3 separate regions of the Ovis aries genome follow, and regions 1 and 3 are each linked to region 2. A link is a contact called in public Hi-C data. All regions are on one chromosome and are shown on one strand. The core of a region is the stretch at or near the end of the contact, and the rest is flanking DNA. Distances in the headings are between cores, read along the strand shown.

The links. Hi-C and Micro-C count contacts between places; a contact is called where the count stands out from the background.
Region 1: a Hi-C map of hypothalamus shows a contact between it and region 2, with 6 times the contacts expected there. The contact joins the promoter of ABAT here to the promoter of CARHSP1 in region 2. A contact is called at or near these places in 10 of 16 Hi-C or Micro-C datasets (blood, hypothalamus, liver and 5 more).
Region 3: a Hi-C map of hypothalamus shows a contact between it and region 2, with 4 times the contacts expected there. The contact joins the enhancer-like site here to the promoter of CARHSP1 in region 2. A contact is called at or near these places in 10 of 16 Hi-C or Micro-C datasets (blood, hypothalamus, liver and 5 more).

Annotation. Positions count from the first base shown.
Region 1 is chr24:8,099,508-8,102,231 of ARS-UI_Ramb_v3.0, reverse strand. ABAT (4-aminobutyrate aminotransferase) reads right to left here and starts at 1,458. Exons shown (of 16, transcript XM_004020759.6): 1 at 1,335-1,458.
Region 2 is chr24:8,239,169-8,241,868 of ARS-UI_Ramb_v3.0, reverse strand. CARHSP1 (calcium regulated heat stable protein 1) reads left to right here and starts at 1,294. Exons shown (of 4, transcript XM_004020761.5): 1 at 1,294-1,332.
Region 3 is chr24:8,018,759-8,021,458 of ARS-UI_Ramb_v3.0, reverse strand. TMEM114 (transmembrane protein 114) reads left to right here. Exons shown (of 4, transcript XM_027961742.3): 3 at 2,256-2,393. Among named protein-coding and RNA genes, the nearest start is that of TMEM114, 11 kb to the left of the region's middle. Within about 2 kb of position 1,363, at least 28 of the 54 cell types and tissues checked have an H3K27ac peak or open chromatin away from gene starts, as enhancers often do. A contact at or near this core is called in hypothalamus, liver and tail adipose tissue, where this site is marked.

The DNA.
Region 1 (2,724 bases), core at 209-2,708, 140 kb after region 2:
CTGCTGCCACCCCTGACTCTGACCCACCGGATCAAAGCGGTTCCCTGCCCCCATCAGGTCACCATCAACCTGTCCCTCAGTCCAGCTTCACTGAAGCCAGTCCGATGGATGGCTCCTGCAAGCATCTCTCTTGGCTAAGGGCCTAGGGAATTCCACAGGGCAATGTCCACAGGAGCTAGGAAGGGGGAGCCCCAGGAGGCAAATGGGGGCCCTTCTCTCTGCATGGACACCCTCTTCTCCAGGAGAGGGGTTGGTCCGTCTCAGGGGAGTTTATTTGGAACACAGTCCTTTGTGTATGTGTGTGTGTTTTGGCGGGGGGGGGCGGTGGTCCTCACTGGTCCTGCTGCCTCAGAGGCCATCTCTGCTGGCAGTTTGGCGGCTCCGGTATGATCTCTAGGCTGAGGAGCCCAGTTCTAAGGGTTTCAGTCTTCTAAACTTCTTACTAAACCTCAACCTCTGCTCTTATCTCTGGCAATCGTGGGAGAGGAAAGGAGATGGGATTAGGTGGAGTAGAGAGGTGGGAGGGATGGGACAGGGTAGGGGTGGTGGTTAATGGGATGGGATTTAACGCAAAAGCGTTAAAGGGGTGGGGTGAGGTGTGTGGCTTGGTCCAGACGAGTGACCGGAGCCTTGCCCTGTTTCTGAATGTGAAAACCCCTCCTCTTGCATCTTGAGAAAGAGGAGTAATCTCCCAAATGCCTTAAATGTAAAGGTGTTCAAGGCAATCAATCTTCTCTCTCTGATGGATGAAGAGGGGTTGGCGCGGGGGGAGACAGGGAATTGAGTCCAGTTTCTGAGTTGGGGGGGTGGGGTTACACGGAGGTCTGATTGCATTTGAGGGTTATATGCAGCGTCTCTGGCCAGCGATATCCTTCTTTTAGGGAGGGGCTTATTTTCCCTCCTGGGGGGAAGCACCCCGTTATCTCCGAGCTGAGAAGGGAGGGTGGGGAGAAGAATCCAAACTTAGTTTTTTAGGGACGGGGTAGAGGCATGCGTCTCCCAAGAAATGATGGGCCCTAGAAACCCGGGGAGGCTGGAACCCACTTTGGGGGCGGAGGGAAGCACGTTCCATTCCAAGGGGGAATGTGGGGAGAGCAATCTTATTTCTAGAGCTGGGGGGCCCATGTCCGAAGGGAAAAGGAAACTATTTTGCTCTCTGGACGGTGGACGGCTGTCTCTTTTCGGGACAGAGGGACCCGCGTCTCGGAAAGATGAGGGCTCGGTCTCTTAAGAGAAGATGCCCCGTTTTTGCTCCCTAGGGGGCAGGGCCGAAGGATTCCATCTCAGCTAGCGCGAAAGGGCTCGCCTCAAGCGACCCGGCGCCAGGTCCTTACCTCCAGGCCTCTGCTCCAATGTGCGGACTCCAATCCGCCCGGCTGCGACTTGAGCGATCGGCGTCCTGCGCTCCGGCGGCGGCCGGTCTCTGCCTCGCTTCCCCCAGCGACTCGCCGGGCTTCTGGGCTCCGCCGAGCCGCGCTGGCCAATCAGCGCTGCGGGTCCCGGCCCTCGCGCGCGCCACCGCCAATGAGCGCGCCCGCCACGGGCCACCGCCCCCGGGAGGGCGGGGGAAGGCGGGCCGGGGGCAGAGTCCGGCCTCCCGGGGGCGGAGGAGCCGGGGGCCCGGAGGAGCCGGGGGCCCGGAGGAGGGGCCGCGAGGGCCGGGATGGAGGAGCCGGATTGTGACCGCGGCGGCGAGGAGCCCCAGCCGAGCTGGGGTGTGGGGAGCCAGTCTCTGAAATGGGGGGCGGGGGGGGGGGAGAGGCTCTATAGGCTGGTTTAACCTAGACCTTAATTGCCCCCTGCCCCTTTTCTGGATACTGGGGGCTGCAGACGTGTGTAGCTGCCCCCTCTGCACCATGAGCCTTAGATCTCGGGCTCCGGGAAGCCTAGATTCAGAGTTAGACAAGGTTCCGTAAGAAAGGGAGGGCAAAAGAGCATAGAGTCCCCTTCCACCCACCACCACCACCCCGCCCACGCACACCCTCCCTCCGGGCAAGTGCTCAGGGTCTTCTCGCTCTCAGCTCTCTGAGCTGCCATTCATTTAACACCTCCCAGCTAGTGCATCCTTGGGGCAGTGCAAAAATCACTGGACTAGGAGCCCATGGTTCCTCGGGCACTAACGCCTCCTTCATGAGCACAAGTGAGAGGGTAGATGTGATGAAGCTGCCTTTACAAAACTTAAAGTGCTGTATGAAGACTAGCTAATACTAAAGTGTGAATAACTGCCAGCCCAGTAGCTTTCTACAGGTATTTGGAAAGAGGATGCATTGGTTCAATGGTAAAATCAAAGACACAGGAAACTACCCATCAGAAAACAACAAGAGCTCACGAAGTGCTCCTGATGAATAGCTGTTACAGAATTAAAAATGCCAAGAAAGAATACAGCTTGGGTTTCCCCACTCAGCCTGATCAGGTAACTATTTTCTTTGTTTGCATCTTGCAAAACCCTGAGGTCCTTCCTTCCTGCCTTCCATGAATCCAGGCTGCCCTATATCCGATTAGGCGAGCAGGACTATAGTCCTTGGAATTAAGATAAATATTAAGAAAAAAAAAAAGTTGTGGGGCGGGGGTTTGCTTCCCAGGTGGCTCAGTGGGTAAAGAATTCACCTGTAATGTAGGAGACACAGGAGACTCAGGTTCGATCCTTGGGTTGGGGAGATCCTCTGGAAGAGGGCATGGCAACCCACTCCAGTATTCTTGCCTGGATAATCCCATGGACAAAAG
Region 2 (2,700 bases), core at 45-2,544:
ACCACACTCCTTCCCACCTCAGGGCGTTTGCACATGTTCTCATGGCTCTCAGGAATGTCCTTTTGTCTGTTTAATTCCTGACTTTCTGGAAGATGGGAGTCGTAATCACTGGACAACCTGGGAAGTCCTGGGGAACTTTTAAGCTAAGGGTACATGCCTATTCAAGAAGGGGCTTGAGCAGAGGCGAGTACTGTATCAAATTCGGGCAAAGGTCAACAGAGGCCACGTTTTAGTTGATAGACATCAGGAAGGTCGACATCTTCATACCTTTGAGGTGGTCCCTGTTTCATTGCTGAACTCTTGTTTCTTAACTGTTTTTTCCCCTCGTTCCTGCGTTCCCTCACTTCCCTTAAAATCATTTAATTACCGAGCCCGGTTAAAACACTGTGGCTAGGCTTCAGATTACAAAACAGCTTAGGCCAAAACTGGCTTCTCTTATGTCAAGGAAGCCATACCTGTGTTCTTCTCCAGAGAGCCCCTAACCTGACCGTACAAGAGAGGCAGGGAGAGTTGGTGGGTTCCAGGAAGGACCCCTGTGCCACCCCAATTCCTGGGCCCTGTTGTCCCAGACGAGAGTATCCCTCCCCACATGCTGCCCCTCAACTACCAGCCGGAGCCTCCATCCAGGGCTGACTTTCCTTTCAGGGCCTGCTCTGACTTGCTGGGTGTGAGGAGGTGGGTCACCTGTCTGTGCCTCGGTTTTCTCTCCTGTAAGATGGGAGTAAGTTCATTTACCTGCAGACACAGAGGACTCAAGGAGCTGAGACTAAAACCAAAACAAAAGGGACGAAAGCAGTTCTCCCAGTTTCGTTGTTGTTCTTTCTTTGCGCTTTTTTGGTTTGCTTTTTCTCCCTTCGGCCACTCTCTTCATCCCTTTCCGTCATTCCTTTATCTTTTTCTATCGGCTAAAACGGAGGAGGTGCCCGGGGCCCATCCGGATTCTGGAGCAAAGATCAAGTCGGGGATCAAATCCGACGCCGTCGGCTCGGGGAGGGACTCGCTCGGGCGCGACGACCAGATGCTTTCCTTTTTTCACGGGAGCCTTCCGGCCGGGGGTGTGCAGCACAGACGAGAGCCCGGGCCACCCCCCACCCACTCGCCCCAGGCCACGCGCCCAGCACTCCCGCCAGTCCCGCGCGCGGACACAAAGGTCCCGTAGGGACTGGTCCCGCCCGCCCCGCCCCTCCTCGAGGCCGCGGCCCCATTGGCCGAGAGCTCCCGGGGGCGGGGGTCAGGGGCGGGGCTCGGCGAGCCCGCCCCGCCAACCACGCCCCCTCCCCAGCTCTTTTCCCCGCAGTTGAAGCTGAGCGCCTGGTGGAGCGGAGCAGTCAGGTAGGGAGCTTCTCTGGGGACCCCAGAAAGGGCGTGGTGGGGGTGCCCTCGCCTTGAGGGAGGCCCAAGATCCTCCGGCATGGGACCTCGGCCTCTTCTGCCCCCGCTGCCCCCCATTCACCCCCACTCTGGAGGGTCTTCCAGCTCGCTGGCTGGGTCTCTGGGCCCCTCGGAAATGCTCGGGCGGCAGTGGCCTGTTTAGGCAGCGCGGGTTACTCATCCCCGCCTGGAGGATGGTGGGTGTGGCAGCAGCCCGAGGGATTTGGGGCGGACGTCTGGTTGCATTTCCCGCCTGGCCACCTGTTTTCTTGGTGCAGGAAAAAACCCCTCTTCTTCTCCTCCCGCGCCCCCACCCCCAACCCTCCCCTTGCTTTCGCTGGATAGAGCTGGATGGGGTGACTCGCGAGGCGCTGGGGCGAGGCGCGCGGGGCGGGGGCGCCGCTCGGGGAGGTGGAGCCAGCCCCCCAGCCAGGCCTGGACGCGGCAGCTGCGGGCTCGGCGGTGGGACCGCTGCCAGGCCTGGCTAGGAGGTTGGGGAGGGAGCGGGGACATCCTGGCGCCGTGCGATTGGCCGCCTCTAGGGAGGAGGAGCTGCCGGCCGCTCACCCGGGGTGTTTGCGCCTGGATGGGGGGGCCCCCCGAGGCCGTGCAGAGAAACTTCACCCGCGCCCACGGGCTCCCTCCCTGCGGGCCTCATTGGCAGCCCAAGTTTTCAGGCCGGAAATGCAACGGTTTTTTGTTTTGATTTCTAAAAAGGAAGCCCCCAATAGCTTATCTAGGGTTGGAGTGGATGTTTCTATTGGGAGTGGGGTGGGGGGCTGGATTTCAGCCCCCTCCAGGCACGATCTCCGTTCCCACAGGCCGGAGGGTCTCACTGCAACATAGAAAACTTCTCTGAGCCTACGTTTCCTCATCTGTAGGCTGGGGATGTAAGTTTCCCTGCCATAAAGGGGTGTGTGAGAATAAAAGGAGATAGCTGACCTAGGACTGGGGTGGGGGAGCTTTAGCTACTGTTACATTTTTTACTTGCTTGAAAAAAAAAATGTATATATATATATATTTCTTGGTCTCTTCGTTCCCAGTCTTGCCTCTCCAATATTTTTCTCTACCCTGCACGCAGGGGATCTTGTAAAAACAGGTTCAAATCAACCCCGGGCTTAAAATCGCCCATTGATGTCCTCGTTGTCTTTTCAGTCCCATACTCTTCACCAGAGTTTTCTGTTATCTCTCTCCCCCAGCCAGACCGTCCCAGCCCCTTTCTGGCACCCGCCCTCCCTCCTTGTCCCTGAACCTGTGCCCCTGCAGACCCCTCTGCTAGGAATGACTTCCTCATGGCCCCTGTAGGGCTTGAAGCAGGCGCTCCTTCCT
Region 3 (2,700 bases), core at 114-2,613, 220 kb after region 2:
GTTTTCACACCAGCTGTTGTGCTTCCTTGTCCAAGATCTTTCCTTGAGAAAGGAAGGAAGGAAAAGAGGGAGGGAGCAAAGGAGGAAAGACCCCAAGTCCCCGTCCCCTGGAATCACGTTTTGTCCTGTGACAGCCCCAGGAAGGAGATGGGCCTTGTCTCCTTGACTCGCCAAGGCTGCTGGCATTTAGGGGCTTGCAGGCCAAGGGGTGTGATACAGGGGAAGGCAGACCGGATGATCACCTTCATCATCTGTACGGTTGGTGGGGTCATGGTTGATTTAATCCGGGCTCTATGGGCCTCTCCATTTCCTCCATGCACATTGTCCTTGTGGTAACACAGCGAGCCGCATCTCATGACCTCCAGGTCAGGGACGTGAAAACGGAGCTTCTGAGGAATGAAGTGACTCACAAGAGACACGCAGTCTGGGGACAGAGCAGGGGGAGGGGATGGACGGGCGGCTCTTTCTCTGGCTTCCCCCTCTTCTCTCCTGCTCAATCCTCGCCCCCCCCCCAACCTGTCACTGTTCAGCCTCCCGTGGCTGGGAAGGGAGAGGGGGGCATGGCTGGGCAGACCCTTCCGGATATGAACTCAGGCATCTTCTCTGGCGGTGTTCCCTGCTGGTCCATCTCTCACATCCATACATGGCTACTGGGAAAACCATAGCCTTGACTAGACGGGCCTTTGTCGGCAAAGTAATGTCTCTGCTTTTTAATACGCTGTCTAGGTTGGTCATCGCTTTTCTTCCAAGAAGCAAGCATCTTTTAAGGTCACGTCTGCAGTCACCATCTGCAGTGATTTTGGAGCCCAAGGAAATGAAGTCTGGACGTGAACTTGGGAGCCTTCTTTCAACCCCCTACACCCCTCTGCTGGCTACTCTCAATAGAGCGACCAGAGCAACCTGTAGAAACCGAAGTGAAAGTCTGTGTCTCTCATGCCTCAAGACAGGCTGGTGGCCTCCGTCTCAATCAGTGCTGTGCTTAGTCGCTCAGTCCTGTCTGGCTCTTGGTGACCCCATGGACTGTAGCCTGGGAGGCTCCTCTGTCCGTGGGAATTTTCCAGGGAAGAATACTGGAGTGGGTTGCCATGCCCTCCTCCAGGGGATCTTCCCAACCCAGGGATGGAACCCAGGTCTCCTGCATTGCAGGTGGAATCTTTACCGTCTGAGCCACCAGGGAAGCCCTCTCATTCGGAGAGAAATGAAAAATCTTCCCGATGGCTCCGGAGCCCCGAGCCCCACGCGAGCTTCTCTGAACGATCTCCCCTCCCCACATCCTCACTCTCCCTCCCCTCAGCCACCCTGGCTGGCTCTCCCGGAGGAAGCCCCGCCGGGCACACCCCCTCCCATCTCTGACTCCTCCCTGCTCTCTGCTCTGATGTCACTTCCGCAGTAGAGCCGCTGCCCTGCCGGCTTCTCAGCGTTGTTCACGCCCTTCCCCGTGCGTTTGTCACCGTTTCTCAGCTTCATCACTTGTTCACTGCTGACCCCACACGGCAGGAGCCTTGGTGAATTTGCTTATGCGTCTGCCAATCTAGGGACAGAGCCTGGCACCCAGCACGTACTAGGTACTTACGCAGCACAAAGCCTGGCATAACTGAGCTTCAATAACCATAGCTTCCCAGGTGGCTCTAGCGGTAAAGAACCCGCCTGTCAGGGCAGGAGACACAAGAGACGCAGGTTCCATCGTTGGGTCAGGAGATGCCGTGGAGGAGGGCACAGGAATCCACTCCAGTATTCTCGCCTGGAGGATCCCATGGACAGAGGAGCCGGCGGGCTACAGTTCACAGGGTCAGACACGATTGAAGTGACTTAGCACAGCATATTAATCATATTCTTATCATGGCTTTTTAAAATAATTTTGTTTACTTATTTAGGCTGTGCTGGGTTTGTTGCTGCTTGGACTTTTCTCTAGTGGAGGTTCCAGGGCTTCTCTTGTTTCGGAGCACAGGCTTCAGTAGTCACAGCTCCTGGGCTCCAGAGCACAGTCTCAGTAGTTGCAGGGCGTGGGTTTAGCTGCTCTGCAGTATGTGGGATCTTCCCAGATCAGGGATCAAACCTGTTTGCCCCCGCCGTTAGCAGGCAGGTTCTTTACCCCTGAGCCACCAGGAAGCCCAGATCATCATCATTACCGGCAGTAGCAGTGGCAATTCCCCGCCTCCCCCCAGCGTTTGGGTGCTGGTCACAGGAAGTGCTCGGTAGGTGTTTGTTGATTGACTGAAGGATGTTAGTAACTGCCTCCTTCTGTCTCCCCTAAGCCATGCATGGGACGTTCGTGATTCTGCTGCCGCTCAGCCTGATCCTCATGGTTTTCGGGGGCATGACGGGCTTTCTGAGCTTCCTCCTGCGAGCCTCCTGCCTCCTCCTGCTCACGGGGACCCTCTTCCTCTTTGGAGGTAGGTGCCTGGCTGGCATGGGGCCCCGGGTGCCAGGAAGGGCCGTGCATGATCCCCCAGAAGGAAGGAGGGTGGGGGAGACCGCATCCCCTCTGGGGCTCGGTTTGCCCCGCTGTGATCTCCTAGCTGGAAGGGATGAACAGGTTTCCTGCCCAGGGTCCCTGGGTCTGTGGTCCCAGGAGAGAAGCCTGAGGGTGAGAGCAGGTTCTGAGAATCGTTTTCACTGTTTCATAAAAGAAGCTGAGTCCCGAGAGCTTCAGGGTTAGGGTCACAGGCTGGCGGGAGACCCTTGCTGTCTCATGCACAC